Linked DNA regions of Gossypium arboreum: region 2 is linked to region 1. A link is a contact called in public Hi-C data. All regions are on one chromosome and are shown on one strand. Each heading gives the region's core, a stretch centred on a gene start, on an enhancer-like site or on the middle of the called end of the contact. The rest is flanking DNA. Distances are from core to core; before and after follow the strand shown. Region 1 overlaps LOC108486706. Region 2 holds the start of LOC108486286 (multiprotein-bridging factor 1c).

Region 1 (6,606 bases), core at 1,904-4,403:
AGTAATACCAGTCCATTAAAATCAAATACCGAATAATCTCCAAATGATTAAGCATTCTAATTAATGCCATCTTATATGAAACTTAGTTCACATCAAAACATGGTCAACTAATAGCAGAATGCTTAATGCTGGCATTCCACCCAAAAGTTTCACATAATATATTTATTTTTACGAGTATTTACAACCCAAGTGATTTACCATTTGAATATCAGATATTACAAACCTAGTGCTTAATGCTGATTCGTAAATTTTAAAAACAAAAGTTTGTCGTAGTCCCAGTCAATCAAACTGAGACAACCTTGGATAAGGAAGATGAATCTGGCCACGGGTATGCCATCTTGATGGGAGTTAGTGACCATGGTGCTGCAACGAGGGCGGGGTTGATTTAGACGTGATCCTGACTCATGAGGCCTTGAGTTATCGATATTTACCACAGACGGGCCTTGTGAAATCCACGATATTGGCCCATCACCCGTAAACGGACCTGAAAAAGTATTTTTTTTTCCTCTACTTTTTATTACTTCAAAAGCTATTCCTACCAACATTTTAACAATTTTCTTTTTTGATCATATTAATGATCTTCAACTGATCTGGAAAAATAAAAATTTAAAAAGAAAGGTAGAAAGGATTTGTTCCATGGAATGGGTGAGATGTGAGCTGAATTTATTTATAGGAGAAGATTTACAATACATAGATAGAAAGAAAAAAAATATACGAAAGGGGTGCAATTTCAGTGGCGGAATCCAAGGAGAAAAAAGAATAATTAAATGTGAAAGAAGAAGAATAAAAATCAATGGATGAGGTAGGTAATAGCCAGGGCAAGTAGAAGGAGATTGTAAGCAATTCCTTGATCAATGGCAGTACCATCGCTGGAAGGGGCAGGTGCAGGCGAAGAACCCAAGGTTTGGCCGTAACTGAGTTGCACAAGTGCAAATAACAGGAACCGGATGGCCGCGGGAACAACATGAAACTTCATTGAACCCATCTTTAAAATAAAGTTTTTTGTTTTTTAATTGAAAGATACAAAAACAAGGGGCGAGTTTTGTGGGTGTGTGGGTGAAATTTTGAGGAATTTTGGTGGTATTTATAGTGGGTGGGACGGCAATTTCCTGGAAAGCGAGAGGTATAAAAAGTTGAAACTGATGGTGACCTTTCTGCGAACGCGTGGTGGACATCGGAAATTTTTGACTCAGGTTGGCTTGGTCTTGGATGCTGCTACGTTAAAGAACAAAAGATTGACTAACCTTCCAAGGGTGGCTTGCCTTTGATGTTTCTAAAAATGTGTCGTTGGGCTAAGCCTAGCCCCATCAACCTGCCCTTTTACATTTCTTTCATTGTTTTTCTAAACCAATTCTTACTGCAATTCATATTCAGACTCAGTGTTTCAATAACCGTTAAAATTCAATTGATATTATTTTATTATTAGTATTAAATATAAATATTATAATATTTTTCTTTTACTAGTTTATATGAAATGTTTAATTAAAACAATTAAAATAAATAAATATAGAAGGATTGAACTTAAATTTAATGAGAGTTTATTTAATATATTATTATGCTATTTATAATTCGATTGTTAAATAACTTTTATAAATATATATTTTTAATATTAATTTTTTCATTAACTTAATAAGTGTGATAAAATCTAATTTTAAGAAAATCAAATATTTACGCGTGTGATGAATTTTGCAATAATTGTGAATCTCAGATAAAACCATGACAAAGGACACAATCGAGAGGTAATTGCATTTTGCACTCTCCACTTAAAAAATAGTATACGTTACATTAAAAAAGTAAATTAGTCTTTTTGATAAAAATTTCATCCATATCTACCATTTAAAATTAGTCTATGTATGTCAATATAAGATATATATAGCACGTTACATATCATCATTCAATTATTTTATTAGCCACGTCAATTTTAATATTATAAATAGATAAAATTTTAATATAAAATCTAACACGTAAAAATAATTTATTTATCTTTTAATTAAAAAATATAATCTAATTCTTAATACATAACTTCCTTGAAAAAGTAACTAACCGTGTGAGGGGGGCTTAGACACTCTTAAAGCCAATAATGCTGTCAAATCTCACTAAAAGAAAAAGAACTTTTGGAGTATCATCGTGTATTTATTTTTAAAATTGTATTTCTGGTTAATGTGTAAAATTCACCTAATTTATTCTCATTTAAATTCAAATTAATTATGTTTTGGATTAATCTGGTATGACAAAAAAAAAAACAAACTGAAAACAGTAATAAATAACCTAAAGAGGCGCAATATTGATGGCAACAGATGTTTGTGGTGTGCAAATGTACATGTTGACGAGGCTTTCATCTTACATTTCCACCCTCATCTCCCAACCGAACCCATGCCAATGTTCACACAGCGTCTAATATAAGCTATATACTCACTCATCACTTCAAACTTGCTTTTCATCTAAAACCCTAAACATGTTGTTTTTTACAATTAAAATAGTTCCCGAATACCAAAACACTTTTTCATAATTTAACTCCTTTATGTGTTCACACATCTTTACAATCTTATTATTTTAGGCCTATAGTTGTTCACATTTCAAAAAATTATTATATATATATTTTAAATTTGTGAATAAATATTAAAATTATAAATCCAATTAAAAATGTGACATTTCTTTACACACCACTAACAAAGTTGCTAAATTGACATCATTTTAGAGTTATTTGTCAACAATTATATTTATCCGAGAATAACTAACTTTATTTTCTAAATATGTATACCTAATCATAATCAAAATTTATAAATTTATCTACACTAGCCTTCCTGTTGGGAACAGAATGAAAGAGATGTTGATAGGCTTTAACATAAAAGGACGTGGCAGCACCTGATTATGAAGTGGAATCATGGTAGGGAAAGTATCGTTTAATTAGGTTAAGTGGACGTATGATATGAGTCAGCTGATGCTTTTGGACCACTCTCTTAACACTCGAAGAAGCTTTCAACGTAAAAGCAAAAGCTTTCTGGAATCTATCAAAACACTGCTTTATGCCCCAACCTTTACTTCCCCACCTCTCCTTAATTCCTTCCTTTGCTTAATCGTTTCCCTCGTATAAAAAACTCTCACACCCACACCTATGCTTTGCTTTACAACCTCTGTTCACACACCAACACCAACATCATCATAATAATACCCAGAGTGGAAGGCTCAAGGGAGAGAAAGAAAACAAAAATGTGCCATGCAAACATTCCTTGTGGTGGCAAGCCGGCCTTGCTGGTACAACGCAGCTGGTTCCTTTTGCAGGCATCTATGGTGGCTGCCGACCATCATTCACCCAGGGTGGCTAGAGGCACTGGTGGATCCACTGGTTCCATGAAGTGGTGTATGTGTTCACCTACAAAACACCCGGGGTCTTTTCGATGTAGGCACCACCATGCAGATTATGTGTGGGGTGGTCGATTCATCACCAAGAAATGACTGCACCACTATTCCTAGAACTTGTGTGGGAGAGGGTCTGGTAGTATATAATGTAACAAATGGTTTCAACTTTCAACTATTTCATCACATATACGGCTTCTCCTTCCTAGATATTTCCTTTCTGTTTTTTCTTTCCTTGTGAAATCTGTTTCTTGCCCCACTATTGCTATTTCCCATGATACCTACGCTTCAACTCTCAACCCTTTTCTTGATACAAGAATTCAATGAAACGAAGGAAAACTGTAGAAATCTTTGCAATCTAGTACCTTTCTGATTTGATCTAACAATTATCACCCTTATCTTTGAACATCGTAGTAATTTCTTCTGGCTGTAGGTCTATCCAATTCAACAAAAATATTAAACAATTGATACCCTCCAAGCCTCTTCACATGAGAATTTATATTTAAAGAGCTACAACTGCAAGACATCTATTATGTTCTTATTCAGCATGGAGGAAACCAACTACAGAATAGTATTAGCCTATCCGTGCAAGCTCAAATCCAAATTCTAAATTCAATTGCATCTCAATATTTATATAATTATAAGGTAAGCTGCAGAAAACTTAGCTAAATATACCATTTCATCCAATCATGCTTTTACAACTGCTAGTTATATGTACTTACTAGTGGAATGCACATAAGTGTACTTTGGGGCCTGAACTAAACTATGTTCATTTACATTACATGTACAGTATCATCAAAGAGAAACCAAATCACAGCAGAATCCGAATCTGTTTCCCACTTCTAGTACATCTATTGGAGCACTGTCCACAACATTACTGCAAACCACAAGCCATTATAGGATTATCAGTCAATGTATCTTTCATAGAAAAAGTAGGCATTCAGGTTTTGAAGGGAAGACTTTTCATATAGATCACAAGCAAACTAAAACTAGTCTTAGCAAGGTACATATGAAAAAGAAGGGTAAGAGGCCTTGTTATTCCATATTATACAATTTTATTTCATACAAAAACTAAAAACCAAGGATCAACGCTGTTCCCTACCTCTTTTTCCGCTCTATGCAAACAGAAAAAAGAAAATGATTTGAAACTCTTTCTGCACCATGCTAATCGCTGAGCCAATGTACAACAGCAAAACTTAATCCAGCTAATCAAGACAATATTGATTAGGACAACAGACTATAGTTTATGTTGGCATTTAATGTCAAAGAGCAGGGAACTTCAAAATCAAAACGATGACATATCTCACGGTACATTATTGCAAGTTTAGTGCATACAAGTTTATCAAGCAGTACCATATATCCTTAGAGCTAGTATCTCCTAGCACTCTGGTTTACACCTCTAGGAGATTAATGCTATGTTTGGTGGGAGTATTATTTTTTCACCATATTTTAATGTATGAGTTAGCAATAAACTAACTTCAATTGGCAATTTTTAGTCACTCACATGACTTGTTTTTGGAAAAGAGGAAGAAATGTTTTTGCTTATTTTGAATGTCTTATTTTTTTTACAAAAGTTTTTATTCATCCTTCTAATTTCAAGCTTAAAATTGCACTGACTATTCTTTATTGTATGTCTAATTATTGTAATATATTTGTATAAAATAAGCTTATTCCTCATGTTATTACACTAGTAACCAAATGAGACATAATTGTAGTGCACAAGGAATAACAAAAAGTTGATTCCTCACCTCAGCATAGCAGTCTTGACGAACAATTGACTGGTTATTTCTATCCATGTACACCTCACATGACACTTTTGCCTGAAACATCATAGATTCAAAATCAAACATGGTTGAAGTACTGAGCATCCGCATTCATTGTGCAAAGTCAAGACTGAAGAATTCGTGACAATAAGCAAATATTAACTATTGTGTGCAAAACTGCCAAACCGCAATCCTCAGAACAGCAAAAGGAAAAACTGAAGGGGGGTTATGGACCATCTCCATTCACTACTAATATTCATTTTTGGATGCTTACAAACTTTTTATTTGCAACTAAATACTCAGGGCATACTAAAGTTATATGTATAACACTCATGAAAAGATTTCCGATAAGAGTACCGGTCAGGATTGTGATATTATAAACATCAATTTATCTATAGACTGATGCTAATGGGTCATAGAATAGACATCAACAATAAAGAAGAATCGGAAGCATGGAAGCGCTAATCCTTAGTGTTACTTCTGGACAATTTATCAACCAACTTGTTCACCATATCCTAGCAATGTGGGCCAAAATAGGCTTGCTTAGTGATTCTATCGCACCCAAAATTTTAACTACTTATAGTCATTAAATTATTGAACTTAGTTCCCATCTCAATCAGTTTCAATACGATCATGCATCAGCTAAGCATAGCTGTCTACAACAAGCCATCTCAATAACCCACCTACAGAGCCACTGCCTCCTACTAAAAGGAAGGAAAAAGCTTTTACTTCACAGAATTTCTGCTTGTTCTGTTGTTAAACAAAACATAAGTGCCTTTATATATTTATGCTTCAACTCAATCAAGTATGGGAATTGCAGAGGTCTCTTCACTCTTTTTTACCACAAACAAGCATCAATCTATATAACCTAGATTTTATACACTCCATAATCATGCTTATACCTCTAGTGACATAGCTCCAACAACTACAACAACCATCTAATTCTTTTAATCTTTACTGACCAACTAAATTCATTAGGAAGATAATTTCTCTCTTGATGGTTACATGTACCTACTTATTTTACCACCCACCTATGCAATCCTGGCTTCAGCTTCTTGTAAAAAGTAATCACTTTTCTTTTCTAGAGATATTAGTTACAGTGAAACAACTTTATTGAGCTCAAAACAGCATATATCCATTCAAATCAAAGAAACAGCATCAAAACCAAGTCATTAGAAATGAAACAAAAAAGTTGAAAACTCAACCCCATCCAAAGTGTAGTGCAGTAACACGCATTATCTTTTTCTCTAAACATCCATTAGTAAGAAGTGACGGAATCCAGAACATGACTGTAACTAAGAAACAATATGCCCCATGATGCTGGTGGATCCACAAATAAGGTTATTAAACAACAATCATGTTCAATCTAATCATGAAACATTAGTTTTTTTTTTTTTTAGGGATTTGCCCAGGGTTTCTTTCAAACAGCAATGCATCATTACCTAATAAACTCATTGACTAATTGATGAAGAAGAATAAAACCCAA
Region 2 (6,606 bases), core at 2,856-5,355, 63 kb before region 1:
GTGTGAGCTTCCAAGTTGATCCAATCGATGCTACGATTCCAAGAGTCCTACAAAATCAAATTAAACGAGTAAGCATAAGGAAGCTTAGTAAGTTTAATAAGTCAACTCATTTGCTATCACTTACCAAATTTCCAAGGAATGTTAACATTTATTACATTGGCTGAAAGCCTGCTAGGCATTAAGCCTGAATAACACTGGCACTAAGCCTGCTAGGCACTAAGCCTGAATAACATCAGCATTAAGCCTGAATAACACTGTATTTGAATATATAGTATGATTCAACTTTTAAATAACGATACATAATAAAACTAAAAGATTAAATCATTACCAAGGAATTGAATATAACCATGCATATACATAAAAGGAACTTACAGGACTTGTTTGCAGTAATCGCCAAAGTAGAGGAACTACTCCGCAATCTTTTCTTTCCCACAATTGTCAACACGCTCGTGATTTAAAACAATAATTTCATTCAATTAACAAAATAAACAGCCAAAATCAATCGTTTTATACAATTTAGTCTTTTATTAGCATTTTACAAAATTGCCCTCAACTTTTTACCTTTATTCAATTTAATCCCTAAGCCTCAAATATGAAATTTACCCATTTTCTTTTACACCAAAACCTAGCTGATTCTTCCATGGCCTCACACCAGCCCCTACTTGCATTTATGTCTTTTCAAGTATAAACAATTTCATCATTTTAGCAATCTAGTCCTTAAACATTAAAATCATCAAAAACTACTTTACAAAATAGTCTAATATAACAACAAAACTTAGAAATCTTTCCAAAACCTTCAAGAAAACAACTCAACTCAATAATGACATGATCCACATCATTTGACAGTTTTACAAATTAATCCTCGGGCTTGCTAGATTAAGCTAATACAAGTCCAAAAACATAAAAATTACTAAAAACAAGTATCAAAACACTTACTAATTGAAGCCTTAAATAAATAATAATATGAACCCTAATCTTAATTTCTTTCTCTCCTTGTGCCATGGAGATGATGAAGAAACAAGCCAAAATTTCTCTTTTTCTTTTCTTTAATTTAATATATATACTTAGGCATTTTTGTAAATATCTCAAAGTTCTTAATTAAACATTAATTAACCACAATTTTCCTTAATTAATCTTATCCATGTAAATAAATAGCCATGTTGATTCACCCATTAAATCTTTATTGGCTAATTTATTCATAGCCCTCCTAATTAATAAACTCTACTTTTATAGCTTTTACGATTCAATCTTTTTTACCTAATCAACTATCTAAATGCTATAATCTCTTAACCAAATTTAAATACTACATTAATGACCTCATAAATATTTTAAAATAATAAATTTTTACGAACCGACAAGTTGAATTTGTAGTCTCGAAACCACTATTTTCGTCATTACTAAAAAACAGGCGGTTATAGGTAAGCAGTATATTGAGGGTTTAGGTATCGTTGAATCCTGAAAAATATCTTGGATTCCCTATGATAGTGGGAAGTAATAAAAAGAAGGCTTTTGCGCATTACGTGGACAGAATTCATTGTAGGCTAGAGAGTTGGAATTTTCGGTTCTTGTTTATAGGTGGGAAAGAAACTCTAATTAAGGCAGTCTTGCAAGCTCTTCCGGTATACGCGATGCAATGTTTCCTTTTCCGAAAACATTGTGTTTAAAAATTGAAAACATGTTTAATAATTTTTGGTGGAGAAACTCGAAATCTTTAAAAGGCATTCATTAGAGTTCTTGAAGGTCTTATGCCTGCCTAAGTTTGTTAGGGGCTTAGTTTTTCGTGATTTAGCCATGTTAATATTTCTTTATTAGCTAAACAATGCTGACATATTTGGTCTCAACTAGGCTATTAGTTAGCTACAATTTTGAAAGCATGTTATTTTTTGCATATAGGCTTCTTATCTATGGGATTAAGTTCTTACCCTTCTCTTACTTGGAGAGGCATTGTGAGTGCTCGCGATTTGTTGGAGAAGGGCATGGGTTGGCGTATTGGTAATAGGGAGACTATGAATATTTGGAATGATCATTGGATTCCAAGACCTGGAGATGGTCAACTATGATGTTAGAAAATTGATTTAAGATATACAATGGTGTCATAATTACTTAATCAAGAAAGTAGTACTGGAATAACGCAACCATTCACAAGATTGCTAATGAGGATCAAGTGCAAGTCATATTGTTTATACCTTTGGCCAGGACAAAACTACTCGATTCTAGGATATGAAGGCTAGATGGATTGAAGATGTATACTATGAAGAGTGGTTACAAGCCGCTTGCTCGTGGAAATTAAAAAATTCAAACAGATTCATCTACTCCTATGTCTACCTCCGTACAAATTTTTTTCTCGGTCTTATGGGCATTACAACTTCAATAGAAGATAAATATCATAATGTGAAAAGTATACAACAATTTTATTCCTACATATGCAAATTTAAACAAACGACATATTCCTACTCTTGGTTTTTGTACGTTATGTCATACATATTTGGAATTTGTTCACCATTTGTTGTGCTTTCGCCCAGTAACGAGGCAAGTTTTGGTTTCTTTGCGTCTTAATGTGCCCCCTATGTCAAAACATCTAGATTATAAATCATGGTTAGTAGAGGCCTTTCAAACAACAAGTGACAGAAATAGAAAATTGGTGACTCTGTCTTTTTGGTCCATTTGGTTTGCACGAAACAAATTAATCCATTAGGGTACAAGGTAATCAGTGAAATACCCTAGACGCTCCTTTATACTCTCAAAATCTCTCTCACTTGACTAAAATTGAAGCCCAAGGTATGAGCCGCAATATTCGCTTCTCTCTTAACATGACGAAAAATAATTTGCTCAAAGCAACCCAACTTTTCCAAATCTCTCACTTTTCCAAATATAGTCATAAAATTTTAAAAAAAAATCAAAATCACTTATAAAGTACTTAAAACCCTAAACCTAAGTTACTTTTATAAACCCTAAATCAATCACCAAAAAATTCCATTTTACTTTTACATTCCTAAAAAAGGTTAGTTTTTTTAAATATTTTATTTTATAATTAATTATTTTGTTTTTAAGAAGTTTAAATCGATAGGAAAATTGTATACACCTGCACCGACATACAAGCCATTAAAAATCAAATTGATATATCGTCTTTCATTTTTGGTTTCCGAGGTGCCCTGTCCATTTTCAACACACCTAATACATCGATTTCAACCCCAAATCATCAATTGCTTTGCTAACTTGAGGTTTCATGCATCTCTCATATTATTTCGATAATTAATTTATTTTTGTATTATTCTGTAAAGAAAGCAAAGGTATACTTATAATTATATATAGTGTACATGAAAACATTTAAAACATTAAATTATGACATCACATGGGTGAAAAATAATTATGTAGTAGTTATAGTTATTAAAATTATATAAAACCAGTTAAAATGGTAAACTTATATAGTTCATCATATTTGAATTTTTATTAATTTTATGTAAAAATATATTTAAAAATCCTTTCTTAATAATATATTTTATTTCACATAATTTTAATTGTTTTGTGCCCATCAAGATATGATGTTAATTCAATTAAAAGTTAAATATAATGATAAATTTAGCTCTCAATATTTATATTTTTTTATCAAATTGGTCTTTATTTATTTTTGAATTAAATTAACTATTAGTCTCTCGAAAAGAGTCAAATTACTTTTTTCTAAAATGCTAATTGAAATATTAATTGTAATGACGATAGTGTAGTAACTCAAGTGGTAATTTATGTTTATTTCATGTTTACATGTCACTATTTATATTTTATATTATATCTATAAATAATTTAAAAATTATAAAATATTTAAATAAAATAAAAATTAAAAAAATTTAAAATATACATAAATTATCATGTGAGTTATTATAGTTAAAAATTTAACATTTTAATAATCGAAACTTGAAGAAAGCTGAATTTAACCAAGCTTTTAAGTATTTTATAGATAAGTATTGTGGAAACAGTAGGCGTATATATTGTACCAATGAAAAATCCATTTCTTTAGATTTTGGCTTGGGCATCACGCTAATTATGGTGTTTCCATTATCCAAGTCAGCAACTTCCACGATTGCAATGTCATCATATTAAATACGTAAAACTTGCAAAGAACCTTCCAGATATTAAGAAGCCCAGGAACTTTCCCGACCCTTGAGCTTCTATATAATCTCCCATGTATCTTCACCATTACCAGTTGTTTTAGTTTGTTTGATCAAAGCTCTACTTCTCATTTACATTCGTCTTCAACAATGCCGACCCGATTTGGTGGAGCCGTGACTCAGGACTGGGAGCCCGTTGTGCTTCACAAGTCTAAACCCAAGGCTCAGGACCTACGTGATCCCAAGGCCGTGAACCAAGCGCTGCGGTCGGGTGCACCGGTTCAGACCATCAAGAAATTCGATGCTGGATCGAACAAGAAAACGGCGGGACCAGTGGTGAACGCTAGGAAGCTCGACGAAGGGACGGAACCGGCAGCTCTAGACCGGGTGCCTACGGATGTTAGGCAAGCCATACAAAAGGCCCGGCTGGAGAAGAAGTTGAGTCAGGCTGAGCTAGCTAAGCTGATAAACGAGCAGCTCAAGGTGGTTCAAGAGTACGAAAACGGGAAGGCAGTGCCTAACCAAGCTGTGTTGGCCAAGATGGAAAGGGTTCTCGGCGTGAAATTGAGAGGCAAGTCAGGGAAATGATCCCGTAACGCCGTTATTGTAGAACAGGGTGCTGATGTTTTTAGTGTTGTTGAATATATGTGTTTGTGGTTGTTGTTTGGATCTCATGAAAGGAGCCGAATTGTACTGATTTGATATCATGAAAACGAAAAATTCTCCTTTGATTTGTGCTTTCATGGTGTTACAAAGTTGCAGCACTTTTAAAAAATCTCAAATTTACTCCAATAAACAAGGATACTGTCTGTTCCAAAAATTTAAGCTTTAAATTGAGAAAACAATACATTAATATGAAATCGAATGGACATGGATCTGAAGAAAACTATGCTGTTGTAATAACTATGAACTATGCTGCTGTAATAACTATGTTTTGTCGGATAAGATCCGGTTACAGGTAATAGATGAATAAGGCTTAGTGCCACGGAGAATCATGAATGGGAGTTACGACAGACTTGATTTGAAGGTACTGATTAAGGGCCTCCAGTCCAAAATCCCTTCCGAATCCACTCATCTTGTATCCACCGTAGGGGCAATCCACGTCAAATGCAGTGTAACAATTGATCCAAACCACGCCGGCACGGATCGATCTCAACACGGTGTTAGCCACGTTCAAGTTCTTTGTTATAATCCCAGATGCCAGGCCATAAATTGTGTTGTTTGCTCTCTTGATTGCTTCTTCCATTGTTCTGAAAAACCCCATTTCAATGACCATCATCAAAAAAGGAAAAAAAAGAAAAACAGTTTTGAAGTTTAGACACTATTTACTTGAATTTCATCAACGACATCACTGGGCCAAAAATTTCTTCTTTTGTTATGATCATGTCTTCCTGTTACAACAATACAAATCACTATGGTTTAGATATCTTAAACCAAACCTATTAAGACATGATAGCTTTATGGTTGTCTTACATTAACATCAGTAAATATGGTAGGCTCGATGTAGTATCCCTTCTGTCCGACATGCTTGCCCCCTGTTAGCAAAGTAGCTCCTTCTCTCTTTCCATGCTCAATATAAGATAGAATTTTCTCGAATTGCTTCTTATCAGTCTATACACCAAACATAGTCCGTTACATTATAAAATTCCAGGCTTCAAGCAAAGGTAACTACATAAAAATTATGACTTGGCTTACTTGGGGTCCTTGATTAACTTGAGGGTCGAAAGGGTCCCCAACAACAGTTGCTTTTGCCTTCTCTACTAATTTCTTCACAAGTTTTTCATAAATACCTTCTTGAACATAAACACGAGAACTCGCCACACAAATTTCTCCCTACAAATTTACAAGATAGACAACAGTCGAGTACATGTAAGGTTTGTTCAATTGTAAAAAGCAAAAATAAAAGATCACCTACTTTGTTGTAAAACATGCCTCTGAAAGCAATATCTGCAGCCTGGTCAATATCAGCATCATCAAATATTAAAAGAGGCGATTTGCCTCCCAACTCCAGTGACACTGGCTTTAGATTACTTGCTGCCGCTGCTGCCATTATCTTACGCCCAACATCCGTAGACCCTGTGAAAGTCACTTTATCAATGTCCATATGAGCACTAATGGCAGCTCCAGCAGTCTCTCCGAATCCATTCACTACATTGAGCACTCCATCAGGGATACCAGCCAGCTTGGCAAGATGAGCATAATAAAGGGCTGACAGAGGAGTCTGCTCAGCAGGCTTGACGACCAAGGTGCAGCCAGCGGCTAATGCTGGGGCAGCCTTCATGAAGAACATGATAGTGGGGAAATTCCAAGGGATTATACTTCCCACAACGCCAATAGGTTCTCTGAGAGTGTAGCCTTGAAGTCCCTTTGACATTTTTAACACTGTTCCATGAATTTTATCGGCTGCACCCGCATAGTAACGCAGAGACCTTGCTGCTCCTGGGATGTCGATTGCCTTGCAAAGAGTAAATAGCTTGCCCCCGTTTACGGTATCTAATGCCGC

What was found. Hi-C and Micro-C count contacts between places; a contact is called where the count stands out from the background.
Region 2: a Hi-C map of leaf shows a contact between it and region 1, with 2.5 times the contacts expected there. The contact joins the promoter of LOC108486286 here to the enhancer-like site in region 1. A contact is called at or near these places in 2 of 5 Hi-C or Micro-C datasets (both in leaf).

The regions. Positions count from the first base shown.
Region 1 is chr6:131,107,863-131,114,468 of ASM2569848v2, reverse strand. It overlaps LOC108486706, which reads right to left. Exons shown (of 3, transcript XM_017790898.2): 2 at 5,106-5,177; 3 at 3,962-4,234. The coding sequence ends at 4,232. Among protein-coding and RNA genes, the nearest start is that of LOC108486706, 4.2 kb to the right of the region's middle. Within about 2 kb of position 3,153, at least 2 of the 2 cell types and tissues checked have an H3K27ac peak or open chromatin away from gene starts, as enhancers often do. A contact at or near this core is called in leaf, where this site is marked.
Region 2 is chr6:131,171,358-131,177,963 of ASM2569848v2, reverse strand. LOC108486286 (multiprotein-bridging factor 1c) reads left to right here and starts at 4,105. Exons shown (of 1, transcript XM_017790258.2): 1 at 4,105-4,902. The coding sequence starts at 4,254. The coding sequence ends at 4,691. LOC108485106 (aldehyde dehydrogenase family 2 member C4-like) reads right to left here. Exons shown (of 7, transcript XM_053029996.1): 3 at 6,019-6,606; 4 at 5,799-5,936; 5 at 5,577-5,714; 6 at 5,433-5,494; 7 at 4,915-5,353. The coding sequence ends at 5,080.